Linked DNA regions of Mus musculus: regions 1, 2, 4, 5 and 6 are each linked to region 3. Evidence: chromatin contacts called from public HiChIP or PLAC-seq and promoter capture Hi-C data. All regions are on one chromosome and are shown on one strand. The core of a region is the stretch at or near the end of the contact, and the rest is flanking DNA. Distances in the headings are between cores, read along the strand shown.

Region 1 (4,040 bases), core at 635-3,134, 600 kb before region 3:
GCCAAGATGCTGGACAAAAAAGCATTGCTCTCTCCAAACATCACATGTCCTCTCATGGGTCTTGCCTCAGCAAAACACCACATGAGTTCATGTTAGCAAAACATCACGTGAGTCTATATCATCTGACATAACCAGAAATTTCCACTTCTGAGACACAGGTGTTTAAAAGGCGATAAAGAATTAAAATGATTCATTTGGTTTGCTTTCAGATGATATATTTTTTTGAGGATCTTTCTTTTTTTTTTTCTTCTAAATTAGGTATTTTCTTCATTTACATTTCCAATGCTATCCCAAAAGTCCCCCATACCCTCTCCCCCCCCCCTCTTCCCCCCTCTCCCACTTCTTGACCCTGGCGTTCACCTGTACTGAGGCATATAAAGTTTGCAAGACCAAGGGGCTTCTCTTTTCAATGATGGCCAACTAGGCCATCTTCTGATACATATGCAGCTAGAAACATGAGCTCTGGGGGGCGGGGGGGACTGGTTAGTTCATATTGTTGTTCCACTTATAGGGTTGCGGATCCCTTTAGCTCCCTGGGTACTTTCTCTAGCCCCTCCATTTGGGGCCCTGTGTTCATCCAATAGCTGACTGTGAGCATCCACTTCTGTGTTTGCTAGGCCCTGGCATAGCCTCACAAGAGACAGCTATATCTGGGTCCTTTCAGCAAAATCTTGCTAGTGTATGCAATGGTGTCAGCGTTTGGAGGCTGATTATGGGATGGATCCCCAGGTATGGCAGTCTCTAGATGGTCCATCCTTTCATCTCAGCTCCAAACTTTGTCTCTGTAACTCCTTCCATGGGTGTTTTGTTCCCAATTCTAAGAAGGGGCAAAGTGTCCACATTTTGGTCTTCTTTCTTCTTGAGTTTCATGCATTTTGCAGATTGATATTTTCTACACTACCCGTATGTACACATCAGAGGAAATGTCTTATTCTTTCTTCAGATATGCTAGAAGAAAAAGGTCGCTCTAATAGGCAACTTGATGTTTGATATTTTAGAACAAGCATGTTTTGTAGTTGAAATGCTACAAACTACTTGAAATGTGTTCTAAAAATAGTCCAGTGAGATGCTTTCATGGATAAAGGCACTTGCTACCAACCTGAGTTCGGTCCCCAGGTATCACATGGTGGAAGGAGAGAACAAATTCCTGCAGGTTGTCCTCTAACACCCATATGTATATTATGGTAATTGAATGCCTCCTCTGAAAATAAAAATAAATAAATAAATGTCATGAAAAATTAAAGACAAGACATGAAATTTAATTTTGCAACTATAATAGAAGTAGTCACAATACATTCTGACAGTAGTATAATGAAGGATACACAATTGTTGGTGGATAGATTAAAATTCCAACCCAGGATACAGATGATGATATGAATGAATGGAGAGGTATTAAATGGGAGTACTGAATATTATAAAATGCTATTCCCTTCCAAATCAACCTCTGTGTTAAATACAATCAGATTTTTCATAGGGCTATTGGAGCTCATATGGAAGAATAAAGATTCATGCATAAACAACATTTTGAAAAGGGAGTATAGACCTTTGCCCTCTTGGATGATTCTGCTTTCCCTGATAATATTTTGTATACTCTATGTTTCTTCATACATATACGTAAATAGCAAAATTTAGCAATGTACTTTGGTTTGAAATGAATAGCATCTTAGATTTGTAAAGAACATTTTAAGGAAGCAACTTCACTAGAGACTTTGTAGTAGGATTTGTCACAGGCATTGCAGGGAGAAGAAAACACTGCCTTGTTATTTATTACCTGCCATTAGCATCAAGTCCCATGAGCTGCAGAGGCAGAACTATGTTAACCCCAGGAATCTGACTGTCTGCTGTCCTCATTACTTCACTTACCAAACCAAGTCTTCTGTTGGAACGAGGTCTCTTCAAGTCATTGTTTAACTTTTCCACTTCATTAAGCACTGGCAAGTTTGACGCTCTCGTGTGTATGTGAATTGTCACAGTTGTGATTTGCTAACAAGGGCTGAGGCAAGCTAGAAAGTTCACTGAATAAGTTCCCTGGAGCATCAAGTTCTCACTTAATTTAATTAAGTACTTAATTAATCAAGCCGATAATGGCAGCTCCCTTTTTTTTTTTTCTTTTTAATAAGGCACTGTACAACTGTTAGGATTTAAATCAGGCTAGGCAACAGCTTACCCTTTTTTTTTTTTTTTTAAACTGAAACTTTCGTCTGGAGTAATGAGTACGTCTTCTACAGGTATTTCCCTTCAAAGCTTCTGCACAAAGGCCTTTGAAACAGAAAAGCTTTTTATCAAGTCCTTTCTGCCCTTGATTGAGGCTTATGTAGGCTGACAATTTTACTGATTCTATTTCTACCCAAAGGTGGTGCAGGAAACCCAAAGCAAAAGCAAATTTCCCACTGCAAAACATTCCTTCTTGTCGTTTCTTATAAAAAAAAATCAGACTTTTGTGTTAATTAGCATATCAAAAATATGATTTTTCAGGGCTACATCTCAGTTTGCAAACTTGTCATGTGTTTCACAGTCTGATTTTTATATAACACACACACACACACACACACACACACACGCACTTTTCCTATATTGCCTGAAAGTGTAGAAAGGTGATTTTAAAGGGAGAGTAATGGCCCTTCATCTCACCCATCAACTATAGCTGCTCTATATTTGTATATTTGAGGATTTCATTTGTTTTTTTAAACTCTCAGGAGTAGAATAACTGAGAGAAGCAAGTGCCCCACTGAGGCTGCGAAGGGAACAGTTGTAGTGTGCGGTGTTGGATCTGAGGCTGCGAAGGGAACAGTTGTAGTGTATGGTGTTGGATCTATACGGCAGGATCCATAAAGTTACAATTTTGTGACAGGTCTCAGGTAGGTTTATTCAGGGACAGGGACAGGAACAGGAGATACAGAGGCTGCCTCTGGGTGTCGAAAGAAAAAGAAGGGGGTGGTGAGGAGGAAATGGGCCGGTTAGCAGAGATATGGCGCATGCGGCGACAAGAAGCAACAGTGGGAATGTGTTGCCTCTGGGTAACTAGTGATGAGTATTCTCCTGTTGGGCCCCTCCGGCTGGTCGTGTAAGTGCCTGATTTCTTTTTTCTTTTCTTTTTTTTTTTTTTTTTCAGTGTTGCTCTTTTAATTTCTTTTTTTTTTTTCCATTTTTTATTAGGTATTTAACTCATTTACATTTCCAATGCTATACCAAAAGTCCCCCATATCCACCCACCCCCACTCCCCTGCCCACCCACTCCCCCTTTTTGGCCCTGGTGTTCCCCTGTACTGGGGCATATAAAGTTTGCAAGTCCAATGGGCCTCTCTTTCCAGTGATGGCCGACTAGGCCATCTTTTGATATATATGCAGCTAGAGTCAAGAGCTCCGGGGTACTGGTTAGTTCATAATCAGGGAAATGCAAATCAAAACAACCCTGAGATTCCACCTCACACCAGTCAGAATGGCTAAGATAAAAAATTCAGGTGACAGCAGATGCTGGCGTGGATGTGGAGAAAGAGGAACACTCCTCCATTGTTGGTGGGAGTGCAGGCTTGTACAACCACTCTGGAAATCAGTCTGGCGGTTCCTCAGAAAACTGGACATAGTACTACCGGAGGATCCAGCAATACCTCTCCTGGGCATATATCCAGAAGATGCCCCAACTGGTAAGAAGGACACATGCTCCACTATGTTCATAGCAGCCTTATTTATAATAGCCAGAAGCTGGAAAGAACCTAGATGCCCCTCAACAGAGGAATGGATACAGAAAATGTGGTACATCTACACAATGGAGTACTACTCAGCTATTAAAAAGAATGAATTTATGAAATTCCTATCCAAATGGATGGACCTGGAGGGCATCATCCTGAGTGAGGTAACACATTCACAAAGAAACTCACACAATATGTATTCACTGATAAGTGGATATTAGCCCCAAACCTAGGATACCCAAGATATAAGATATAATTTGCTAAACACATGAAACTCAAGAAGAATGAAGACTGAAGTGTGGACACTATGCCCCTCCTTAGATTTGGTGCCTGATTTCTTACATGAGGTAC
Region 2 (4,310 bases), core at 633-3,132, 710 kb before region 3:
TGACAACCTAGTAATTCTAACTGAATATCGTGATTTGTTGATTTCCATCTCAAACGCATCCATGCATTCAGTTTTGAGTGTCTCATTTGTTTATTCAGACATGAAAAAAAATCTAATTGCTTTTCTTGAAGTTTACAGAAGATGTGATATGCAAACAAGGTCTGTGAAACAGGGCTGAGGGGTATTCCACAGAGTCCTCCAGTTAGCAGATCCTTTCAGTGCACATCTGTGTGGTTGGAAATAAGCAATTGGAGGCATTTACCTAAAAACCGAATGGGATGACTCCTTTCTGGTTCTCTCCTGTAGATGTTCGATGTGACTGAAGGGGCTCTTGGAACTGTAAGTCCCACCCACAACTTCGAGCCTCCTCATTATGATGGGATAGAAGCACTGGCCATTCAAGGCGATAACCTATTCAGTGGGTCCAGAGATAATGGAATCAAGAAATGGGACTTAGCTCAGAAAGGTCTTCTTCAGGTAATTCAGAAACTCCACTATGTGTGAAGTGAATATTTTGACACCACACAGGAGTCTGTCCAGTAGGTTGTTGTTGGTGGTGATGGTGATGGTGATGGTGTGTGTGTGTGGGGGGGGGTTCTATTTAGATTATCATTGTTTAATCTGAGAATTCTCTTAAAGATTATTTTTAATTTTAAAAAATAATCTTATAATCTTTATTATAAAAATAACTTGCAAATAAATTTAAACATCATACACCAAATTTGAGTAGACCCAAAGTCTAAACAACGGAGTGGTCTTCTATAGGGTTATAGACTAGGCGTTTGGAATGGAAGCTGTGGAGCCTCAACTTTCAATATCAAATGTATTTTACATTCGTTCTCCTCAGAGTTTTAACTGGGGGAAGGTAAGCATTCTACTGATACTTGTTAGGATGAAGCAGAACTTCTGTGGAGATCTGTTTATTAAATACAGCCACCCTGAGGTGGGACAGTTGTAGCTGTTCATTGTTTTTAAACGTACCTATCTCCCAAGCAGTGCAACCGTTATCTGCAGTGGAGCCTCCTCAGTTGTGGGAGCATTTTCTCAAGCCCACAGGGCAGTGCTTCCGTACACAACAGCGGGGCTGCGCTGTATCAGTAAACTGACGGTTGTCTTTCAGTACGTGCTCCAAAGGGACAAAAGTTAGTGAACAGGGAAAGTTGTTTATAATTCTTTGCATCTGTCTGTTGCTCCATGGATATATTTGGAGGGATTACAAGTGCTACCCCTTTAGTTGTTCTCAACCTGAAGACAGAATGAACCCGTAGCATGAATATTAATAGAAAACACTGGGCAACAGGTGTATACACCATGTTAGGATGCTTTCATAGACATATATTCATTTATTCATGATTGCGATTTTATATTGTGAATATAAATGTTTACACACAAAATCTAGTCATAATATTACCTAATAATTTTTTTTCTGCTCATCATGACATATATAGTTAAATTCCCATTTTCCTTAGGCTTCCATATTCAGCAAAGCGTCGGAGTGATTTCATGACGTGGTTCTTTTAATCCATATACCAGTTTGTAGTTTACAAACTTGTTTTATTATGTGTGTTTTGGGTAGAAAAGAGGAGAAAAATTTCCTGTGTTATCTGAGTCTTTTAGATTCAATAGATTCCTAACCAAGCAACTTGTAGATTTATTGCTTATAGCATTGAATGTATAGAAATGGACTTGGATAACTTTAAGGACGTTCTGTATTCCTCATACTGAGTTTTACCACTAAAAACGCCATAACCAACGTTGGTTTCTGAAGTTCCTCTTCAGTTCTGCTTTCTCTCTTCTCTTCAGCAAGTCCCAAATGCACACAAAGACTGGGTGTGTGCCCTGGGCCTGGTGCCAGGCCATCCGGTTTTGCTGAGTGGCTGCAGAGGCGGCATTCTGAAACTCTGGAATGTGGACACTTTTGTGCCCGTTGGAGAGATGAGAGGTCATGACAGTCCCATCAATGCCATTTGTGTTAACTCCACCCATGTCTTTACTGCTGCTGAGTAAGTGTCCTCCTGTGGGTCTGCTCTGGGTGGGTTGCTAGTACTCAGACTTCAATACTGCAGGCCATAAGTACTCACCAGCACTGAGCACAACAGATCCCTCTCTCAGTGCAGGCATCCTGGCAACTGGTGACTGGTGACTGATTTATCTTTTTCTATTTATTTTTGATATGATCTTGTTGTTCAAGTCCAGGGTGGCTTAGAACTCATAGTCCTTCTGTTTTAGCTACCCAAGAGATGGGATTGTCGTGGTGTGCCATCACGCCTGGATCCTAAATTATGATTTTGAATCTCTACGATGAGCCTTGAGACTGGGCTGACCAGAATGTTAGGCTGTTTCAGTATTAGTACATATTACCGGGTCTACTGTCAGATCTTTTTTTGGTGACTTAGGGTGGGCCCCACCTGCTCAGAAGAGAAGGGGAGGGGGAAAATGGGGAAGGATTGTGGGAGGGGGTGACTGGGAGGTGGCCAATGAGTGGGATATAAAGTGAATAAGTTAAAAAAAATTAAAGTTAAAAAAAGAAAAAAAGGATTCATTAATGACTAATTTTGATTTTTTTTGTCTTCAGAAAAGCAACCTATTTGCTATTATTTATATTTAGAACAAATTATTTTTAACAATCTTTGTGCTTCTTTCTCCATTTAATATGTAAGAATATGGTGGTAACATCTGTTTGCTGTCTCCTCTGAATAGCTGGATTGACGAATTCAGTTCTTGCTTGTCTGATTAATCACAATGAATCTCCTGTGTGCTGGGTCTTAGACTAGACTGTGAGGAAGGGAGCAGAGAGCAGGGCGGACACAAACTCTACCTTCTCTTCTAGCCAGAAGTGGAAGAAAATAGGTGAAAAAATGCACCAGTGACATCAGAGCAGGGGCGGGGTCACAGATCACGTGATTTGGAGTGGGCGGCGTCTGTCTGTGCCACGTGGTGTAGAAAGTTGTAGGCGGGAAGCATTCTATCAATGTTTGCTTTTTACTTGCATTCATTAAAGACCTCTTTAAAAAAGTTTCCCTGAGTACTTCTGAGATCTATTTCTTGGCATTTCTGCCTCCGTTCATATGTCCATTTTAATTTTGTTTTGTAGTGATCGAACCGTGAGAATCTGGAAGGCCCACAACTTGCAAGATGGTCAACTCTCTGACACCGGCGATCTGGGGGAGGATATTGCCAGTAATTAACATGGCTGGGCAGAAGCAGAAGCCGACACTGTGACGACGCTCCGTGTTCTTTATTAAAAACGATGTCCCGCACTTATTACTAGTGGAATCAACTGGAAACATATCTCAATCCATGGCTAGATAATGTGTATCCTAATAAAATTGTTCTGCTTGTATATGAAATATTAATATCTACCAACACATAGACTTCCTAAAATCGATATATTGCTTGAATCACACTTTTACTGTGGCTGAATTTTTTGTGCCTAGTTATAAAAAAGACACTTCGAATTATTTGAGTTATAAATAGCTTTTGTGACAGGAGCATACCCAGAATAAAACACGCCTACCTGTTAACTCGTTCAAATAATGTGGTCATAACTTACACATTTAAGCGTATATTGGAATTGTTAACTCAAATTGTAGTCAAAAAAAAAAAATCAGGAATTTTGTCCGTGTATAAGGGGTTCTAAGTTTCAAAGCTTGTTCAGTGTGATGGAATAACAAGATGAATTATTGGTGATTTTTCATAATCGATGTGGTCTACTAAGAAAGATAACAATTTGTGCTAAAATGCCCATGTTTACCTGTATTGACCAAAGCTTTCAGTTGTTCTTCATTCTGTGCTCAGGATTGAAATGCTGCGTAGACGTTGTGTTGTTAGTGCTGGGCACGGATTCTGGGACGGTGAGCTGTTGATTTCCTAACAGAAAGATATTTTGATCTATTTTCCTATGGAATTGTTTCTATTATTATCTTTTAATTTCTTTTTTTATTTAATAGTAATAGCTCCTTTCTCCTTCCTCTGATTTTTATATGCTGCTAAATATATTTTAAATATACTGTGTTTGCACACACTGGTAGCTATGTGTTTGCACACATTGGTAGACTGTTATCATTTGTGGTGGGAACCCATGTAAATAAGTAGACTGTAAAGAGAGACTATCTTGCATTATGACTGTATGAATTTCTAAGTGCTGTTTGATTGGGTTTTGTTACAGGATGTATAATTTATCTGTCTACTCAGAATATTAATTTGTAAATTCTGCAAGGTTAATTTTATGTAATGGTATAACTTTTGAAATTATTGTCTTATGTTATTTGTTTTTTTTTTTTTTTTGCCCTGAAAATATTTGTTTGTAA
Region 3 (4,440 bases), core at 1,154-3,653:
TGCATGCCTTTAATCTCAGCACTTGGAAAGCACAGACAGCTGGATCTCTGTGAGTTCTAGCCAACCAAAACTGTACACAGAGTTTGAGGTCAACCAGCGTTATATAGTGAGACCCTGTCTCAATCAATCAATCAACCACACAAAAGTGGCGCTCCACAACAGCTTATAAACTTAGCATATACATTGCTTCTTGTTGCTCCCGAAACCCTTGTGCCTTCCTATCTCCCATCACTCCATCAGGCTGAGACAGTATTTCTCTGCTCCTGTCATGTATCGGGTGAATCCTCACAGTACTTTATACCTACCTCCTCTTCATAATTCATAAGACCTTATAAACATTGTTGCCATAGCTGACATTTATTGAAGTCTTGCAGTAGGTACTAGCCTAAGCACCTTCCATTTATTAAGTTCCTTTACTCTTAATACAAATTCAATGAGACAAATTTATTATTATTAAAATCACAAAGGAGGTAAATCTGCTCAAGTTAATAGAAGCTGTGGCCAGGATTAAATTTAAACCCAGGCAATCTACTTCCAAGACTTGAATTATGAAATCACACCAAAACTCCTCAACTTAAACTCATTTCCACAAAAGAAGACCTAAGTTCCCAAAGAAAACATGGAACTATTAAACTGGTTTTGTTCACTAACAAACATCTACTTTAGATTTTCAAATACAGTTATTCCAGAATTTAAATGCAAGTATCTTCTAAACATGAGTAGAGAATTTCCACTTAGGTTTGAAAAACAGACACCAACACTCTAACTGGTAGACATTTTCTTCCGTAACTTATAAAGCCAATTCCTCACTGTGGACTTTAGTGCACGGAAACTTGTTGTAACTGTATCCTGCACATACCTTGTTTCTGGGTTGCACCTTCCTGAAGAGCAAATACAGCAAGTAGAAGTTGCCAACGCTGAAGAGAAGATTGACAAATCTGAGCACCCCAATGGAGCAGATCACATGCTCAGACCATCCAAGGAGCCAGCTGGCAGGTTTGACCACACCGACCGACACCAGATACAGGCCAGGTAATGTAGTGATCATAGGATCCCACTTAGAAAGAAAAGACCACCAGTCAAGCACAGCAAGAGTTATCCCATTGATATAAAATGCCAAAAAAAGATAAATAAATAAATAATCAAGTTTCATTTGTCCTAATAATGAAGAACTTGGAGAGGATCGTCTATGACATAATTAATAAATCCTGGCAGACTAGACATCTCTTAAGTTTTATTTTTAAGATGTAGTGTGTGTGCCATGCACCTGAGTATACTTATTTGCAACATCTGCATGCAGGTACCCGAGGAAGCCAGAAGGTGGCACTGGATCCTCTGGACCTAGAGTCACAGATGGTTGTGAGCAGCTCACTGTGGTAGAAAGAAGTCTGGTAGCCTTCTCCAGGACAACAGCAAGAGCTCTCAACCACTGAGCTACCACCCCAGCCCCATTTTAAGAACGTTTTGCTCCCTGTCTCAAATCTGTCTGCCATTATTAAGGTGACAACAACCAACAGACAGTAAGTTATTCATTTCTACTTCCTAAGGCTTGCTCTTTAGAAAATGCATATTCTGCGACTAAATTGTCCAGGTCCCAATTTTACAAACTACCAGGCAAACAATAATGAGAACTCTGGTGGATCTTAAGATTCTTTGCACTGTGCATATTTCTGTAGTCAGATATGTATTTTTTTAAATGATGCAATCTGACTAGTTGCCAATTTAATCCAGACAACAGTAAGTTTCTACGACCAAGAATGAAGTTAGAATAAAACTATCAACTTTTGGGGGGCCCTAAGATCCTCCACTCCGCGTTCAAAATACCGGGTGGAAAACCTCATAGGTTAAGCTTTAGGTAGTTTTTAATGCATGTTCAAGGGAGCACCTGCATGTCTCTAGTGCTAGGGCTTAGTTAGACAAATCGGTCAACTGCCAAGAGGAGCTATCATCTTTATGCATTCACCTAACAAATATGCCATAATCTCGAGGCTAGGTACAGTCACTAGGCAGCTCCCTTCACGGTTTAAGTCTGGGAGGGCTGACGGGGAGAGGAAAGGCACAGGTTGGGAGGATCCGTCCCGGGGGCAGGGCCAGCAGAGACCAACCTGCGACAGGGAGAAGCGGCCCTCGCAGTACCGCTGCGCCTGCGGCAGGTGGAAGATCTCGTCCATGTACGGCTCCCGCAGAGCGCGGCTGAAGGCGGAGAAGAGCAGGCAGGACACCAGGAAGGTGCAGCTCAAGGCGGCCGAGAAGTAATAGCCCTCCAGCTGCGCCATGGCGGGCGGGCGGGCGGGCGGGCAGCCGCGTCCCGGGCCCAGCCCTGGGCAGCCCGGAGCGCCGAGCCCGGAACGCGGGCTCAGAGGCCCAGCGCTGCGGGACGAGGGACAGCAGGGAACAGGACGCAACGCAATGGATGCTGGGAGAGCGTCGGACGGAAGCGTGGGGGGGGGGGGGGTCACCGGTTCCGGAGTGGAGCATTTATGCAACGACGGGACGGTTTCTCTGTCAATCACTGCTCGCAGCTCTCAGAGTGGCCAGAGGCTGAGGGAGGGGCGGGTCTGGGCTCGGGCGCGGGAGCTGTTGTAGGTGATGCTGCCGCCGCCGCTAGGCTCTGGAAAAGAAGGGTGTCTTGTGTTGTCTGTTGCTCTCCAGAAGGCGATGAGTGGTCCCAGCTTTCTAACCTCCAAGCTCCCAAACTGCATTCGTTTGCGGTTATCCCTGTTCTCCATTGCCAGTGAGATGAGACGCTAAAACCATCATTACAATGCTTTTCCTCTCATCGTCTCTGGCTGATAATGAAGGTTGATGCTTTTTAGATGGAAACATACAACCAGCCCTTCGCTTCAGGGCGACTTTCCCTTTTGAAGAATCTATTCGTTTACAGGGCAATATTTTCCTGGTGCCTGGTGAGGAGTTGGGGCATTTGTAGGTGAGGAACACTCCTCCGTGAATATAATTTTAGTTGCTATTGCCGTGAGTGGTGGCTCACACTTGTACTGGCCCCATTTGAGAGGCTGAGGCAGGAGGATTGTTCCCAGTTCTAGATCAGCCTGGGACACTGTAAATGTCGTCCTTAAAAATAGGTAATAAATAGTCATTAATATCTGTCTCTGTTGGAGTACGTTTCCCTTATGCATCTTAATGTGTGGTGCGATGGAGTATTTATGTGTGTAGTCTCAAAAAGTGCTCACATGTATGAAGTTGAGGGCTACGGAGACTTCAGATAACCCCTTTATTGTGAGATTGGAATTGAGACTGACGGTGGAAGATATTTGAAGAAAGCTGAAGACAAAGTATGTTTTCAGCATGGTTGGTGATGCTTTGTAGGAAAAGCTTCTGGAAAATTCGGGTTGATTTTGCCAGCAGCACATCATATAGCAGCTGAGATTGCTTTTAAATTGTCAACCTTGGAATCAAAAGAAACTGGGTATTCTACTAGTTCTCCTCGACTATTAGAAATAACCAGAATTAAATTACGTTAGGATTCATGATGACGTTTCTTAACTCCCTCCACCCTTTACATCCTCTTTGATTACAGAGAACACGTTACACTTACCAATTTGAGACCATTCCCAGATAATTTAGTCTACAATTGACCTCAGGCCCAGTGGGCTTGCTCAATCATGGCCAGTGCATACCATAGAAGCTTCTGGCCCTTGCTAGATATGATGGATAAAGGGAAGAGCACAAGGCTGCCTTCCTATGCTAGACATTCTCGTCAGAATAATTGCCACTAAGAACTTGGTTGGACATCCAACTCCTTTTATATGTGCTCCCTACTCTCCTTAGTTAACTGAAACGTTTCAAAATTTAAAAATGTAAGGTTTCAGAACTGCCAGGTACCTTTTCTATTAATTTAAGCTTTTTTTTTTTTTTTTTTTTTTTGTGGAACAAGATGAAGATAGTAATATACCTAAAATTATGTAGAAGATGGCTGTTTACTGGGAGTTGTAACTATAGTCTTATGGTTTATAATTTCTACTGAATTGAAAGTGCTTCATCATTTGCAGTTTAAATTTATATCTCATTTCTGTTCCCATCAGCCAAGTAGAAAAATGTAAAACTTTATTATTAGAGTTTTGGGGTTTTTTTGTTGTTGTTGTTTTTTTGTTTGTTTGTTTTGTTTTTGTTTTCGGACAGGGTTTCTCTGTGTAGCCCTGGAACTCACTTTGTAGACAAGGCTGGCCTCGAACTCAGAAATCTGCCTGCCTCTGCCTCCCGAGTGCTGGGACTAAAGGCGTATGCCACCACGCCTGGCTTGGTTAATGGTTAAAAGACTTTTTTTTTTTTTTTTTTTTTGAGTGGGAATCCACTGATAAATTTGCTCCCTATGCAGTGCTCCTAGGAAAAACCCAAAATAAGGCCATTGGTTCAAAAAGTTCACTTTATAGACAGATAATATCAAAATGTGCTGGACAGGATTGTAAACACAAAAAACCT
Region 4 (4,550 bases), core at 1,855-4,354, 630 kb after region 3:
CCATATCTCTAGTCCAAAGAAATTATAGTTTCTTAACAGCCATCAAAAGATCATAGTTAGGCCAGGAATAGTGGTACACACCTGTAATCTTAGATGAGGTAGAAGATTGTCATGAATTTGAGGCCATCCTGGGCCATAGAGTAAGACCTTTTCTCAAAAAAAAAAAAAAAAAGCCTTAAACTCCCAGTTGAAATGCAGTCTATAACAAAAGACAGAATGCAGGACAACAGCCAGGTAATTCAAAGTGGGCTTGAGGTCATAGAACCAACACACAAGGCCTGTATCAATGGTATCAATCCATCAGCTTGAAGGACCACATTGCAAGTCCCTTCCCTCTCTGTAGTGGGTTTGGTCTAATGCTGCTTGTATTATGTAATTTGGGTCACCAAAATTGCAGGAGAATCCACATGCAAGACAGTGAGGGACCCTGTCCCCAGGAGGGCAGACAGGGGTGGGACTTTTAGGATTCCTGGGCAAGGGACAGAGGAGGGAGGGAGGGATCTGCCTTGACTGGAGAAGGAGAGGAGAGACAGCACCTGAGAGATGTGAGACAGAAAGCATAGCTGCCATATAGGAGGAGCTGGGGGAACGCAGCCCAAGAGGGCTGCACGTCTGGGTCTGGGGCAGCCAAATGGAATATAGGTTTGAGTAAGAAATAACTCAGGAATATCCAAGGGAAGTGGATTAGCCACCTGGAGGTTAGGAAGTGGCCCAGCAATTGAGCCATTTTAGGCATCAAAGTATAAAGGCTGTGTGTGTGTGTGTGTGTGCGCGTGTGCGCGTGTGTGTGTGTGTGTGTGTGTGTGTGTGTAGCCACTGGGTGGCTGGGTGCTTCTTCTGACTCATTTGAAACTAGTCTCCCTCTTTCTCTCAAGCCGTTTATCACGAAGGCTTTCTGGCCCAAGTGTCCATGTATGCTGTCTGCCCTGCCCTGCTGCATGTGATCCAGTCCTCCAACCTTCTCCAGGACTTGACAGCAATCTTACAACCCTATCAGTTACTCTAGGAGGACTCAGTCGCAGTGGGTCTTAGGGAATACATAGCATAAGGGCTACTCACAAACCTCTGCCAGGTAAACTCATAACTGCACTGGGGGCAGGATGGGATTCCTCTCCTAGTTTCTGCTCAGATGAGGTCATCTAGGCCAAAGCTTCTTAAATTCTTTCTGCTCATGGCCCCTTTCACCCCGTAAATTTTAGGTAAACACAGATGTATAGGTATATAATATAGGTAAACAACTCAAACATTTACCCATGATAAACTATATGGAATTTTATTTTATTTTACAATAATTCATTGATATGCATATAATTTTACCATTTATTTAAGACAAAAGCAATATCTGGATTGCTTTATTTAATAAAATATTAAATCTTGGCTAAACATTTGATACTACATTTTTCATAGCTGATTTCTTTTTTTTAAGATTTATTTATTTATTTTATGTATATGAGTACACTGTCTTCAGACACACCAGAAGAGGGCATCAGATTCCATTACAGATGGTTGTGAGCCACTGTGTAGTTGCTGAGAATTGAAATCAGGACCTCTGGAAGAGTAGTCAGTGCTCTTAACCGCTGAGCCATCTCTTTAGCCCCTTTCATAGCTGATTTCATAGTTTAGATATTATTAGTGCTGAGAATGCTGCTACCGCACAAAGCAGCAGATGTGTGTTTGGAGTGATCTCAAAACTTGTTGGAAATTTTGTCCTCATCCCAAGCCAAAATTTATTTAGTCCTTTTTTTTTTTTAAGAAAAACAAAACTCAACAACTCAAAACACCAATTTCTAAAAACCAAGTATTTTAACATGATATAATCCAAAGATATACTAATTAGATAAATACTGTTTGAAATGCTGGTAGGAGAATATACAATAATAATAATAATAACAACAACAACATCCATGAAGCCTGAGGTGAGGAACTCCCACCTCCAACACACACACACACACACACACACACACACACACACACACAGTGTTGGAACTCATCCATCACTGAGCACAATAGCTTTGAACCTAGAATATTTCAGGCAGTGTTCTAGACTCTCTATGGCACTGCAGCAGGAGCATGTTGTAAAGCTGAGGTAAATCCCCAAGAGTCCATAAAGCGAAGGCTCCCAAGAGACACCACGGATACATTACAGTTTTTATTGTGAAATAATTTTTGATCTTTGCTATTAGGTCTCAAGCAATTGGCTAACTGAGGCGCCTATTTAACATATCAATGCAGACCTGGGTTCTCCCAGCATGCCCAGTCTCTACCTGTTAGAGGGTAGGGCTAGCATCCCCTGCCCCTACCCTAAACTACTCCAGCCCAAGGGCTGGGGGGAGGGGGGCTTTTCCCTAGTTGCCCCTCCATATATAGAGAGAGATTAAGAAAGTCAGAGCTCAGGGGCTCTTATGGAAGAGCTGGGGGAATGATTGAGGGCCCCCCCCCGGGGGGGGGGGGTATATGAACTCCACAGGAAGACTGACAGAGTCAAATAACCTGGACCCTTGAGGGTTCTCAGAAACTGAACCGCCAACCAAAGGGCATACACGGTTGGACACACAACACACACACACACACACACACACACACAGTAGGTGTGAAGCTCAGTCTTCATGTGGGTCCCCCAGCAACTGGAGTGGGGAGGGGGCTACCCCTAAAGCTGTTGCCCGTCTGTGGAATTCCTCTAGCTGGGTGGGCTGCCTTATCTGGCCTCAGTGGGAAAGGATGCACCTAGCCCTGCAGAGACTTAGTGTGCCAAGGTGAGAGAACACCCAAGGTCGGGGAAGGGGTGCAGGGGCTCTACTCTCTGAGAAAAGGAAGAGATGGGGGAAGGGACTGTGTGAGGGGGAGTCGGGTGGGAGAGGCAGCTACCGGTATGGAAAGTGAATAAATAAATTAAGGGGGGGTGTGTCGAGAAACAAGGCATCACATACTGCAGCAACCTGTTGCTGGCCATATGCCTCTCCAACCTGCGGTTCCCACTCCCACCGCAGACCAGTATGCCAGAGCATCCGCTCTGTCATCCCCGGGTCAGTAGAACAGATGCGCATCCTGGAAGGTGCCAGACAGACAGGCACTGCGCTAGCCAGCCCGCGCCTCGCTGAGGTCCTTCGGGCCATTGCCGGACAGCCCAGCTCGGGGTCCTGGTGCGGTCGCGTAGCAGCGGCAGAGACGCGGCCGAGCTGCTGCGGGACTGCAGTCATCTGTAAACGGGTAAGGCGGCTGGCTGCCTTGGCGGCCCAGGGGCTGTGGTGGGCGAGCGCATCTGCGGTGTTCCGGGTCCCTCTAAGCCTCCGCGAAGCCGAAAGTGCCTGGGGAACCCGCCCGAGAGGTGGGGCGGAGGGAAGGCGGAGACCCAGCCGAGAGCCGACCGCAGATCGCGGGTCCTTTATAAGGAGATGAGGGGTTAGGCCTGGTGGGCGCCTAAAAAACGTTTGTCCCACGAAAGAAAGCCCTCGTAAATCGCGAAGACACTGACAGTCACTGAGGGCTTCCATTGTGAGTCGATAGTCGGGGTTTGGCTTTCGAACGGACCACTCCCAGTCAGGCTGTAGTGTGAATGCCGTGCGTCCAGCTGGCGAAGAATCTGGATTATTGTACATTCGTACATTCGAAGCAGTGTTTGTCGAATCGGATTTGAATATGAAACGAGTGGACCGGGCTAGAGATGATGTTACGCACTGGTGTTGACACTGGATAGTAGTCACGTCTTATACTTGTGGAAATATGAGAAGTGTGCATAGAACTAGTTTACTGTTTATGTTTAACGTGTAACGTTCCTATATGCCCTAGTCTCCTGTTTACAAAACTGATGAGCAGTTAAATATCTGAGTTTAGGCAGTGCAGGACAAAGTCTTGACATGGTATTGTTTGTATCATCTACATTTAGGAATTGGGTAAAATTACAGAGCAGTAGTTCTCAACTTGTGTGACCCTTTTGGGAGTCTAATGATCCACTCTTTACAGGGCACACCTAAAACCATCAGAAAAATACAGATATTTTCATCACTACAGTTATGAAGTAGCAACTGGAATAATATTATGGTTGAGGGAGTCACCACCACATGAGCCACTAGTTGCAGCATTAGGAAGGCTGAAAGCCACTAGAGGTTTAAAAAGGACACCCGCAAAATAAAAATAAATAAATAAAAGTTTTGAGGAATTACCAAGGTGAAGGGACTGTGATGCTGATGGCAGCAATGGGACAGAGAAGGAAAGTGGTCATGAATGGGTCAGGCATCATAGATTGTACAGTTAATGTCTGCCTGTTTTTGCGAAATATCAGATTTCCATGTGACTTGGGCACTCTGTTGATGTTTGTTGCTTGTGTTTTTACAAGTAAAAATATGTATATAGAAAATGTATATATGCTGAACTTGTAAATCTAGTACAGAAGGTAGGGAGAGAGGTGTGACCCAGACACCTCTGCAATGAGAAATGTCAGGAGACTCCAGAGACAGAGATAGAGCTCCCAGGCTCAGCGCATGGTGGCCAAGTTGTCAGGATGTGGGTTCTCTCTCATCAGCTGCTCAGGAAGAAGAAGAAACTAGATTTAG
Region 5 (4,194 bases), core at 654-3,153, 630 kb before region 3:
CAAGAGAATGAGTGACTCATTAGAGACAAAAACATCTTGAGGATGACCCACAGTCCTCTGTGACCTGATTGACCTTGGAGGGTAAGAAGCAAAATATTGGCCTTTTAACATCTCTGTATTAATATAGGCCTCTAAGCATAGTCATTGAACACACAGAAGGTCAGTTACACTAGTCTGGCACTTTTAACTACTGTGTGATACTTTGACTAAGCTTAGCCACAAAACAAACATTTTAAAATAAGTCTTGTTTAGACATATTTTTAAGTATGTTCTTTTAACTGGTACTAAGAATGGGGTTCTTTTGAAAACTCCATTGAGGTTTTGAAAACTCTATAGAGGTTTGAGATAGAAGTATTAGATTTTGAATTTAGAAATTTTGTTTTGAAAATATTTTTTCATACAATATATTTTTTTATTAAGGTTTCACCTCCCACATGTCTGCCCAGGTCACTGTCACCTCTCCACTTACCCAAATCCATAGCCTTTCTTTCTCTCTCTCATTGAAAGACATATAGGCATCTAAAAAATACCAATGATCAAATGCAAGGAAACCAGACTATGACAAAACAAATAACAACCACTCGAAAAAGAGCCAGAGAAAAGCACAAGAAACAGATATGAGCACAGAGCACAGGGATACACACACATTTGCATGCACAGAAAACCATAAAAGAAAAAATCAGAAACTATAAGATATCTTTTTTTTTTAAACCTTATAAGGTAAAAAGAGCCCAGATATAGCATTGTGAGACAAAAACTCCATTAGAATTTTTTCTTCCATTCCATCCACGGCACTCTCACTAAAAGGTGCAAAGAGGACCAAGCATGTTCACTACTTGACAGGGCAGGAACAAAAGCAGACAAGTGTAGAGAATTAGGGAATGTGGCCCAGCACTGCTCCCTCTCTCTCATTTTATGAAGGAGAGGAGCCTCTTTCTTTTCCCCTCATGGTACAGAGCCTTAGTCCAGTTAGACAGTTTCAGTCTCTAGGCATAAGTCTTTGGTCACCATGTGGTTTAACTTTATTAAAGAATGTTTGTACATTCTTAACTACTTGTTAATAGTTCTTTTTGATTTTGATTCAAACAGGCACAGTGAGATGGGCAAATAGAGGAAAGATAAGAAGACCCTGAAGAAATACTGCCACTAATGAAGGAAGACGATGATTAAAGTGAGAAATTCAATCTCAGCAGAAGCAATGTTTATAAAGTCTCCCTTGAGCCAGCTGCTCATATTAACTCTTAAAAAGCCATCAATCTCAGTCCCCTAAGAACTTAAATAATGTTTGTCCTATGATATATAGCCATTAGAATTAGAGAGGTTTCTAAGGGGAACATCTTTTGTTAAAGAAAGAAAATAACAAGCCTGGGACCTTTACCACACTAATATTTCTGGGAAGTGGCTGCCATTCCAGGATGAGATAGGGACAGTATCATCTCAGTGGGCACACTCACCCTGCTATCCTTTTATGGCTTGCCTCTGTTTATCCTGACCTTAATGAGTTAGTAAAGCTCAGACAAACCTTAGACAGGTTCCTAAATAGTTACCATATGGGGTCTTGATGTTTTTCTTCCCCTAATTACAGAATTAAAAGGCAGGAAATCTCTTAGGTATGTCAGGTAGGAATAGTCTGTTTTATTAAACTTTGTAAAAGTTAAGAAACAATCACACACACACACACACAGACAAAGAGAGAGAGACAGAGAGATGAGAAAGTCAAAGAGAGAGGAGAGAAAGACAGAGACAGAGACAGAGACAGAGACAGAGACAGAGACAGAGAGGTGCACACACATAAACACACAAGGCATGGGGGAAAGAGAGGCTCCTCACAACATGGAGAACGCTCTCCCTAGAAGGCTGGGGTTTTAAGTGTTTTGGGTGGTCCACATGGCTCCCTTTCCCCTCATTTCAGATTGGTCAGTGTGTTATGGTCAAGGAATCACAGCACGGATCACTTGAACTGCCATATCAGTTAACAACAAAGAATCTATTGAGTGCACACCACAGAACTGATTGATCAGGGACACAGCATAGGCGTAAGAGCTAAGACTGCAATCTGAATGTTTCCCTGGGCAAGTTTATAAAGGCAAAACCCACAAAGAGCTCATATGCAGGTGTAGAAAGGGCTGTAGGTTGGTTTTCTCTTACTCAAGCTATTTGACAGTTTAGATATAACTCTTCAAATTGACCTTCAATTTGATTGGTCCTAAGTGGAGCCTGTGGTTGTGGAATTTCTTAAGAATAACCAACCACATAACAGGATATGTGGAAAACTAGACTCTACTCTGAGTCAAACTATTTTCTGTGTCAGGCATGAAACAAAACGACTACAGCTATGCTAGCCTAGCAGGCCTCAACAACATGTGTAGGACTGGCCTCAAACATATCTGACCAGCCTGATTGGTCAGTTGGAAGTGTTCTCCTCCATGCTGATGGAAATAAATGCTTGCCGGGCTTCAGTGTCTAGTCAAAAGGAGTCCAAAGAAGCTAGAAGTTGGCCATCTTCCTCATTTATCAGTGGCCTCTGTCTTGTTACAGGATATTTGAACCTGTTTCTAGTTAGGCGTGGCTCAGCCCTTAGCACACACCTTTAATCTTTTTGTCTGAAATAGACATGTCCATAGTACTCGCCTTTCATTCTGAACAATGAAGATTTAGCTAATTTGTAGAAAGAAGCAGTCATGTTTGAAAGTGATGTCTAATTGAATGACAGACAAAGTGATGAATCAGAGAAAGATTTGACAGAATAGGATATGTCCAACTCTCAGGAGAAGAGAGAGGAAAGGGAAGCTACTGAAGGGAGAGACAGACAGTACAGGAGGAAGAGAGCACAGTACAGGAATACAGGAGAGCTTGTGGGGAGCAGCACAGGAGAGTTGAGAGGGAGAGCGGAGCAGCACAGAGAGGGAGGAGGAGACAGTTTCACTGGAGGAGTTTTACAGGGACAGGTTGAAAAGACAACAAGCTAGACACAGGTAAAGAAAGAATGTCAAGGAGCCAGAAGCTTAGCACACACTGCCAAAGTTAGTATGAGGTCAAGCAGAATCATTCAAGAGAGGCCAAAAGAGAGAAAAGGCAGATTTAATAAATCAGCTTGGAGAGGAGTTTGAGCCAGAACACCCAAGTTGAACGAACCAGTCATAGCTCAGAAAGAACTAGAAAGGGTGAGCTTACTCAGTAGTAAGTCTCAGAGGCTGAAAACACTCTGGGCCTAGGTCAGATTGTATGGAGGCTAGGAGCTTCCAGGACTCGGCCTAGGTTAGCAGACTGAGGCAGTAAGGCGCCAAGATGACAATTACTGCAGGAGAATAAAAGTTACTTTTGCACTCACTGTCTTTCTGCCTGGTAGGGCTCTGTCCAACTCCCAGTTCCTCACAATACTGACTGGCAGGAAGGCCTCATGCTACAAGCATGAACACAAGGTTTGTGGTTGCTAAGTTGACTACGTCCTTTTTAAGGTTTGCTAATTAGCACATTAAGTTCAGAATTTTTTATTGGTTAAGTTGAACATTTAATTACAATAGTTAGTGCTAATTGTTAATATTAAGTATTCTTAAGATATGCATGTTGGCCAAATCTTTTAGAAAGACTTATGCATGCATATGGCATAAGCAGCCTTGTAACCTAGACTTTCAGGAGATTTACTCTAAATGATTTTGTGTTTGATGATTATAGTGGAGATTTTTTGATTACCAATGCCCACTTCATATGGGGAGGAAAAAAAAAAAACAACCCAATCTTTTCTGGACTGTGATATATAAAATTTTCAATAAAAGTAATAGTTTAAATATACAAAAGATAAAGGATCTAGAATGACATTGCATCTACTAAACAGTTTTTGTTTTTGTCCCTTCTTGCTAAGGAATTTTGTTTTAATAAGTGTGGCAGAATTTGGTCTGAGGATGGCTGTCCCTGTGACCAGGTTGGGGTTTTAGTATGATAGTAGTTCATTCTTAGGCAAGTGCTGTTATTTTCTAAACAGGGAGTGTGACTAACTGATGTAACAGATCAAGTCAGAAGTGTGAGTGGCTTAACACCATGCACGTTTCTCTCACACACACATCAAGTATGAGTGGCAGCTGTGAGAGAGAGAGAGACAGGCTCCTAGCTCTACAGTCATCCCAACATCCAAGGTGTTAGGACATACTTTCAGGATCCTGCTAGTCTTAGTAGTCAGTGGTTAGAAAGAGAAGC
Region 6 (4,252 bases), core at 160-2,659, 680 kb after region 3:
TGTAATGAACAAAAGGAATAGAAGACAGGGGGACAGGCCCCTCCCCACATCACCCTGCTCACCGAGCTGCTGCAATGGGTGACTTCTTAGCAGGGTCCAGCAGGCTGCCCAGGCCACCAACTGGTTCCTCCCCCAAGGAGCGTGTGTCTTTATTCAGCTGCTGCAGACGGGAGCTGAGCTCACTGATCACAGTTGGTTTGTCATCTTCAGGCCCAGGGAGCCCCCGACTCTCCACGGGGTCCCCCCACAGCTTGGACCTTCTCTGGAAGAGGTAGCGAGGGCGGGCGGGCCCAGCAGCAGAAGCCAACCCAGTAGAGGCAGCATGGTGCTGCTGGGCCATGAGCTCACTGTCCGAGGATTGCTTCAGCAGCGGGTCCCTGAAGGTCACCGGCCCCTTCCCCAGCGGGGACTTGAGCTTGGGCTTGGGAGGCACTGGTGGCTTCTCGAGTAGAAAAGTGTGTCCATCGGCAAAGGAGGTGTGGGTGTCCGTGAGTTCCCCACTCTCCGAGCTCAGGGTGGACATGCTGGACACTGTGGAAATGGTGCTTGTGGTCTCCAGGTGGGGGTCACTGGAGCTTCGAGTGTCAGCCTCCTCTACTCCAGAGTCAGCTGCAGACTCAGGGGCAGGGGGCAGCTCGCTGCTGGGCTTCCCTGAGGCCGGGCTGGGTACCGTGGTGGGCAAGGGGCCCGGCCCTGGGGGCGGGGTGGTCAGCAGGATCCCATTGGCAAACTCTTCAGGGGGTGGCACTAGCCCTATGCGGGCCAGCTCCTCTCTGGTCTCCTCATCGCTGGAGGACAGCTGAGCAGGTGGCAGGTTCACAGCGAATACCAGCTCTGGCTCCTCCTCTGAGCTGCCTTGACCTGGCCCGGGATCTGCTGGGATGCTGCCAGGGGGCTGGGCCCGGGGGCTTGGCATGGGCTCTGCCACAGCTGCTGCCTGCATGGGGGCTGGGGCCAGCTCCGGAGTACCGGGGCGCTCCTCTTCAGCCCCCAGCCTGCTGGGCTCCTGCCCATTGCTGGTGGCATGCACAACAATGAGGCCAGCTGGCCGTTGCAAGGACGTGTCCAAGACGCTGAGGATCATGGACTTCTTGTCCTCTGGTGACTTCCGCTCTTCCCGAGGGGGCTTCTCTGCCTCTCTCCGAGCAGGCACTGGAATCCACGCTGGACTCCGAGGGGAGAAGGCTGGGGAAGCCAACGGTCCTCTCTCAGAGTCTCGGGTTTGCACATCCACAAAGAGGGGTCCAGGGCGGTCAGCATCGGGGCTGTGCACAGGTGTGGGGGACCGGGAAGGTGTTTGCGAGGCCAGAGCCCGCTCCCGGGCAGCCAGAGCAAGAGCTAAGGGTGAGCTAGGATCCAAGGGTTTGCCAGTGAGAGGGTGGATGAAGGTGGAGCCTGAGGGCCCAAGGCTGGGACCACCGACCAATGGCTTCAGAGCAGAGACAGGGGAGGGGAGTAGCAAATCGCGGCCAGTGGTGGCGCCTGTCCCCAGGAGGCGCTCATCAATGGAGCGGGAGGGTTGTAGGGATGGCAGATCCGCGCTGGGAGGGCTGCCCTCGATGGCACCCACAGAGAGGAACACAGTGGAACGGCGTCGCTCCTCCAGGCGCCGCTCCTTGACTGGGCCAGGGCTAGGGCCGCCGAAGGTAAGGCCTAGGCCTTCTCCAGAGCTGTAGTCAAGGCTGCCTGGCCGGGGCCCGCGGTGCGTCGGAGAGGGTTCTCGTGCAAAGCTTCCGCCCACTGGTCCCGGGCTACCCACGGCCAGGGCCGCGCGCTCCTGAGCGTCCTCCACCTGAAGCTGCTTCACCAGCGGGCTCTTGCGGCGCTGTGGTTTCGACGGAGCGAAGAGGCTGGCACTGAAGGCGCCCAGGTTGGCATAGGGACTATCAGGGCCTGACGGCCGAGGCCGGCGCTTGGGGCGCTCAGGCGGTGTGGCGGCAGGCGCAGGCCGGGGGACATCACCCACTTCTGGCGCAGAGTCCTGCAGTATGATCATGGAGCGCGCACGCTTCTGACGCTCAGGGTAGGGCAGCGGGCCCAGAGGCGTGCTCGGATCATACAGGCCGGCGGCCCCCGCACCCAGACGAGCCTCCAGGCCTGGTTTGAAGCTGGAGCGCACAGTGTCATAGGCCCGGCCCGGTGGTGGCGGCGGTGAGAAGGTGGGGGGTGGCCCGGAGTCGAAGTAGTAGGGCGCGGGTGGGGGTGGCGGGGCGGTCTGCGGCGGGGGTGGAATGCCTCGACCTTCACGCACTGTGTCCTGCATTGACGTGCTGCGTGGGAAGCGCCCTTCCAGTAGGGATGCCAGCTTCTCATCCTCCCCTGGAGACGGAGGAGCCAGGTAAGTCTGGCAAGGATGCTGGCCATTGAATGGCTTCTCTGGACCCAGCGCCACTGGCTAGTCCTATCCTCCACCCCATAATGGCCACAGCCCCACCAAGGAAAGGCGAAAGGGAAACAGCAAGAGCTCTGAGCAGGACACCCACACTCCATGCCATGTCCTGTTGCAGGTAGGGAGAGCTCTGATGGAGGGTTTAGGAGGGACCCCACCCACAGTGTAGAGGCCCACTCCTACAGAGGATCTGGAACAGGACCCAAACTCTGACTGCCTGAACTGAAGCCAAGATCTCTCTCCAACCCCTGTGGGCACGGAGCAGGCCATGAGAAGACACCAGAAGAGTACAGGCAGCCCCCTAAAACTGTCAGAGAGGACCTACGGGCTGCTCAGGAGGTTCCCCATCAAGGATAAGCGAAGCAACTCAGAAACAAAGTGTTGGACAAGCCAGAGTCATCGGAAACCTGGATGGTAACCAGAGACGGGAAGAAAGGTGGTCAGAAAGGAGGACCCCCCCTCCACATATCAAAAGGAAAACATCAACATCAATGAGGGGACACAGGAGAGTGCACCCGTGCATCTGCAAGAACTGACACCAACAGCCAACCAGGGTAGGGGCTGGGAAAGCAGCCTCATTGGTTCCTTGGAGAGACTTTCGGGAATGGGCCTGCAGGAAACTAGTAAGTTGGTACCCTAGGCAGAGGCTACAAGTTAGAGAGCCTGGGCCGGAAGATGGAAGGAAGAATGGATGGGTAACAAAACTGGCATGTTCCAGGTCCATCCCTACTCTCTAATGTAACCCCAGGCCAGGATATAAGCATGTTCTCATTAGCTACACTTCCCTGAAAAGGAAACCCATCCTCTTGTCTAGAGATGTCACTAGTTCCCTACAGAACCTCCCTGTGTCTTTTCAGACAGGATGCAGACACGGGTGCAGAGTCCTACACTGCGAGGCTTGAAAAAGCCAAGTGGCCCATCCTAATGAGTAGAAGGCAGGCGTGGTGGAGACTCGTTACGCCTCTGGCTCTGTCGCCTCAGGACTAACAAGGCTAGGTATGTTGCAAACTTGAGCTTGAATCCCAGCTTCATGCAAGTCGCCTTTAGGAGTCAGTTTCATCACAGGACCTTATGTGCCCCCATCACAGGGCTATTTACAGTTGACAACTCAAGGCCGCAGGTAGCAACGCCACGAAAGATGGCTGAGGTCATCACCAGTGTTCTAAGGTCTGCCTCCTGATGTCATTCCTACACAGCACAGGGACACGTACTGAGCACTCACAGGTCTGTGTGCTAGGTGAAGCTATGTAGGAAGAGCTCGCAGAGACCTCAAGGTTACAGAAGACAGGCATGAAGCGTGACAGTGAGAGAGGGGGTGGAATTTAATACCAATGGCATGGTAGGTTGTGCCTGAGGATAAAAAAAAAAGTCACCTGCCTCGCACGGAATAGCGGTCTGTGCTGACACCAGACTAAAGAAAGGTGCTCTCTACCTGCCAGTCCACAACAGGGTCGTTTCCTGGGTGCTGACTGTATACTCCAGACACAGCCTGGAAGGAGGGGCTGCTGCAACTACTGCAACAAGGTTTAAGCTTGAGCTGTCCTTACTGGCTATATCCATATTTGCAGACTATAGTCCTGGGATCCCAACAGTTGTATTACGTGCCCAGGGACGTGCAGCCAGAACCTGGGGTGGGAGTCCACGGAGCCTACTCGGCCAATGCTCTTGCCGGCACACGGCAGTGCTCCAGCCATGGGGAACTAGAGTTGAGCACCTGCTAGCCCGCTGATGAGCTATATTTCAGTGGGAGGAACTGGTGGGCTTGCTTGAGGCTTATACAACAAGCCCATAGGTCTGGATCTACAGTAGTCAGCTCTGGGAAAGACCATCCAGGAAGAGAGAGGGCAGATAGGCAAACAAGGA

The links. Promoter capture Hi-C pulls out the DNA fragments that hold promoters and counts their contacts. HiChIP or PLAC-seq counts read pairs in DNA pulled down with a chosen protein or histone mark.
Region 1: a contact with region 3 is called in an H3K4me3 HiChIP or PLAC-seq map of neural tube, with 7 times the contacts expected there. The contact joins the enhancer-like site here to the promoter of Alg10b in region 3. A contact is called at or near these places in 9 of 39 promoter capture datasets (3T3-L1-derived adipocytes, the SN4741 cell line, embryonic stem cells and 5 more), 1 of 15 datasets of contacts at CTCF or cohesin (the NIH/3T3 cell line), 13 of 484 Hi-C or Micro-C datasets (the AML12 cell line, LSK cells, cerebellum and 5 more), 18 of 115 datasets of contacts at active chromatin or transcription factors (the NIH/3T3 cell line, cardiomyocytes, embryonic basal ganglia and 12 more) and 1 of 9 other capture datasets (embryonic stem cells).
Region 2: a promoter capture Hi-C map of the SN4741 cell line shows a contact between it and region 3, with 10 times the contacts expected there. The contact joins the enhancer-like site here to the promoter of Alg10b in region 3. A contact is called at or near these places in 15 of 39 promoter capture datasets (the 3T3-L1 cell line, 3T3-L1-derived adipocytes, the SN4741 cell line and 8 more), 2 of 15 datasets of contacts at CTCF or cohesin (hippocampal excitatory neurons and pro-B cells), 72 of 484 Hi-C or Micro-C datasets (the 3T3-L1 cell line, the AML12 cell line, the C2C12 cell line and 41 more), 18 of 115 datasets of contacts at active chromatin or transcription factors (PVALB interneurons, SST interneurons, astrocytes and 12 more) and 3 of 9 other capture datasets (adipose tissue, embryonic stem cells and embryonic tail).
Region 4: a contact with region 3 is called in an H3K27ac HiChIP or PLAC-seq map of stem cell-derived neural progenitor cells, with 10 times the contacts expected there. The contact joins the promoter of Rabl2 here to the promoter of Alg10b in region 3. A contact is called at or near these places in 25 of 39 promoter capture datasets (the 3T3-L1 cell line, 3T3-L1-derived adipocytes, the C10 cell line and 17 more), 3 of 15 datasets of contacts at CTCF or cohesin (the NIH/3T3 cell line, large pre-B cells and stem cell-derived epiblast-like cells), 9 of 484 Hi-C or Micro-C datasets (B cells, LSK cells, Th17 cells and 3 more), 31 of 115 datasets of contacts at active chromatin or transcription factors (DN3 thymocytes, the NIH/3T3 cell line, VIP interneurons and 18 more) and 3 of 9 other capture datasets (embryonic stem cells, macrophages and pancreatic islet).
Region 5: an H3K4me3 HiChIP or PLAC-seq map of neural tube shows a contact between it and region 3, with 12 times the contacts expected there. The contact joins the enhancer-like site here to the promoter of Alg10b in region 3. A contact is called at or near these places in 15 of 39 promoter capture datasets (the 3T3-L1 cell line, 3T3-L1-derived adipocytes, the HPC-7 cell line and 10 more), 4 of 15 datasets of contacts at CTCF or cohesin (the NIH/3T3 cell line, hippocampal excitatory neurons, pro-B cells and 1 more), 40 of 484 Hi-C or Micro-C datasets (the AML12 cell line, the C2C12 cell line, the NIH/3T3 cell line and 27 more), 21 of 115 datasets of contacts at active chromatin or transcription factors (PVALB interneurons, astrocytes, bone marrow-derived macrophages and 14 more) and 1 of 9 other capture datasets (pancreatic islet).
Region 6: a promoter capture Hi-C map of stem cell-derived epiblast-like cells shows a contact between it and region 3, with 5 times the contacts expected there. The contact joins the enhancer-like site here to the promoter of Alg10b in region 3. A contact is called at or near these places in 5 of 39 promoter capture datasets (embryonic stem cells, hippocampal neurons and stem cell-derived epiblast-like cells) and 8 of 115 datasets of contacts at active chromatin or transcription factors (astrocytes, embryonic forebrain, embryonic stem cells and 3 more).

What each region holds. Positions count from the first base shown.
Region 1 is chr15:90,825,880-90,829,919 of GRCm38.p6, reverse strand. No RefSeq gene overlaps it. Among named protein-coding and RNA genes, the nearest start is that of Gm36618, 88 kb to the left of the region's middle. Within about 2 kb of position 1,884, at least 13 of the 459 cell types and tissues checked have an H3K27ac peak or open chromatin away from gene starts, as enhancers often do. A contact at or near this core is called in neural tube, where this site is marked.
Region 2 is chr15:90,933,328-90,937,637 of GRCm38.p6, reverse strand. It overlaps Kif21a (kinesin family member 21A), which reads left to right. Exons shown (of 37, transcript NM_001109040.2): 35 at 307-477; 36 at 1,804-2,003; 37 at 3,095-4,310. The coding sequence ends at 3,188. Among named protein-coding and RNA genes, the nearest start is that of Gm36618, 19 kb to the right of the region's middle. Within about 2 kb of position 1,882, at least 6 of the 459 cell types and tissues checked have an H3K27ac peak or open chromatin away from gene starts, as enhancers often do. A contact at or near this core is called in the SN4741 cell line, neural progenitor cells and neural stem cells, where this site is marked.
Region 3 is chr15:90,222,274-90,226,713 of GRCm38.p6, reverse strand. It overlaps Alg10b (asparagine-linked glycosylation 10B (alpha-1,2-glucosyltransferase)), which reads right to left and starts at 2,403. Exons shown (of 3, transcript NM_001033441.3): 1 at 2,106-2,403; 2 at 860-1,057. The coding sequence starts at 2,276. It overlaps Mir7648 (microRNA 7648), which reads right to left and starts at 2,354; the gene lies at 2,302-2,354.
Region 4 is chr15:89,590,477-89,595,026 of GRCm38.p6, reverse strand. Rabl2 (RAB, member RAS oncogene family-like 2) reads left to right here and starts at 3,104. Exons shown (of 9, transcript NM_026817.3): 1 at 3,104-3,207.
Region 5 is chr15:90,856,165-90,860,358 of GRCm38.p6, reverse strand. No RefSeq gene overlaps it. Among named protein-coding and RNA genes, the nearest start is that of Gm36618, 58 kb to the left of the region's middle. Within about 2 kb of position 1,903, at least 1 of the 459 cell types and tissues checked has an H3K27ac peak or open chromatin away from gene starts, as enhancers often do.
Region 6 is chr15:89,545,693-89,549,944 of GRCm38.p6, reverse strand. It overlaps Shank3 (SH3 and multiple ankyrin repeat domains 3), which reads right to left. Exons shown (of 22, transcript NM_021423.4): 21 at 63-2,319. Among named protein-coding and RNA genes, the nearest start is that of Gm36221, 20 kb to the left of the region's middle. Within about 2 kb of position 1,409, at least 46 of the 459 cell types and tissues checked have an H3K27ac peak or open chromatin away from gene starts, as enhancers often do. A contact at or near this core is called in forebrain and stem cell-derived epiblast-like cells, where this site is marked.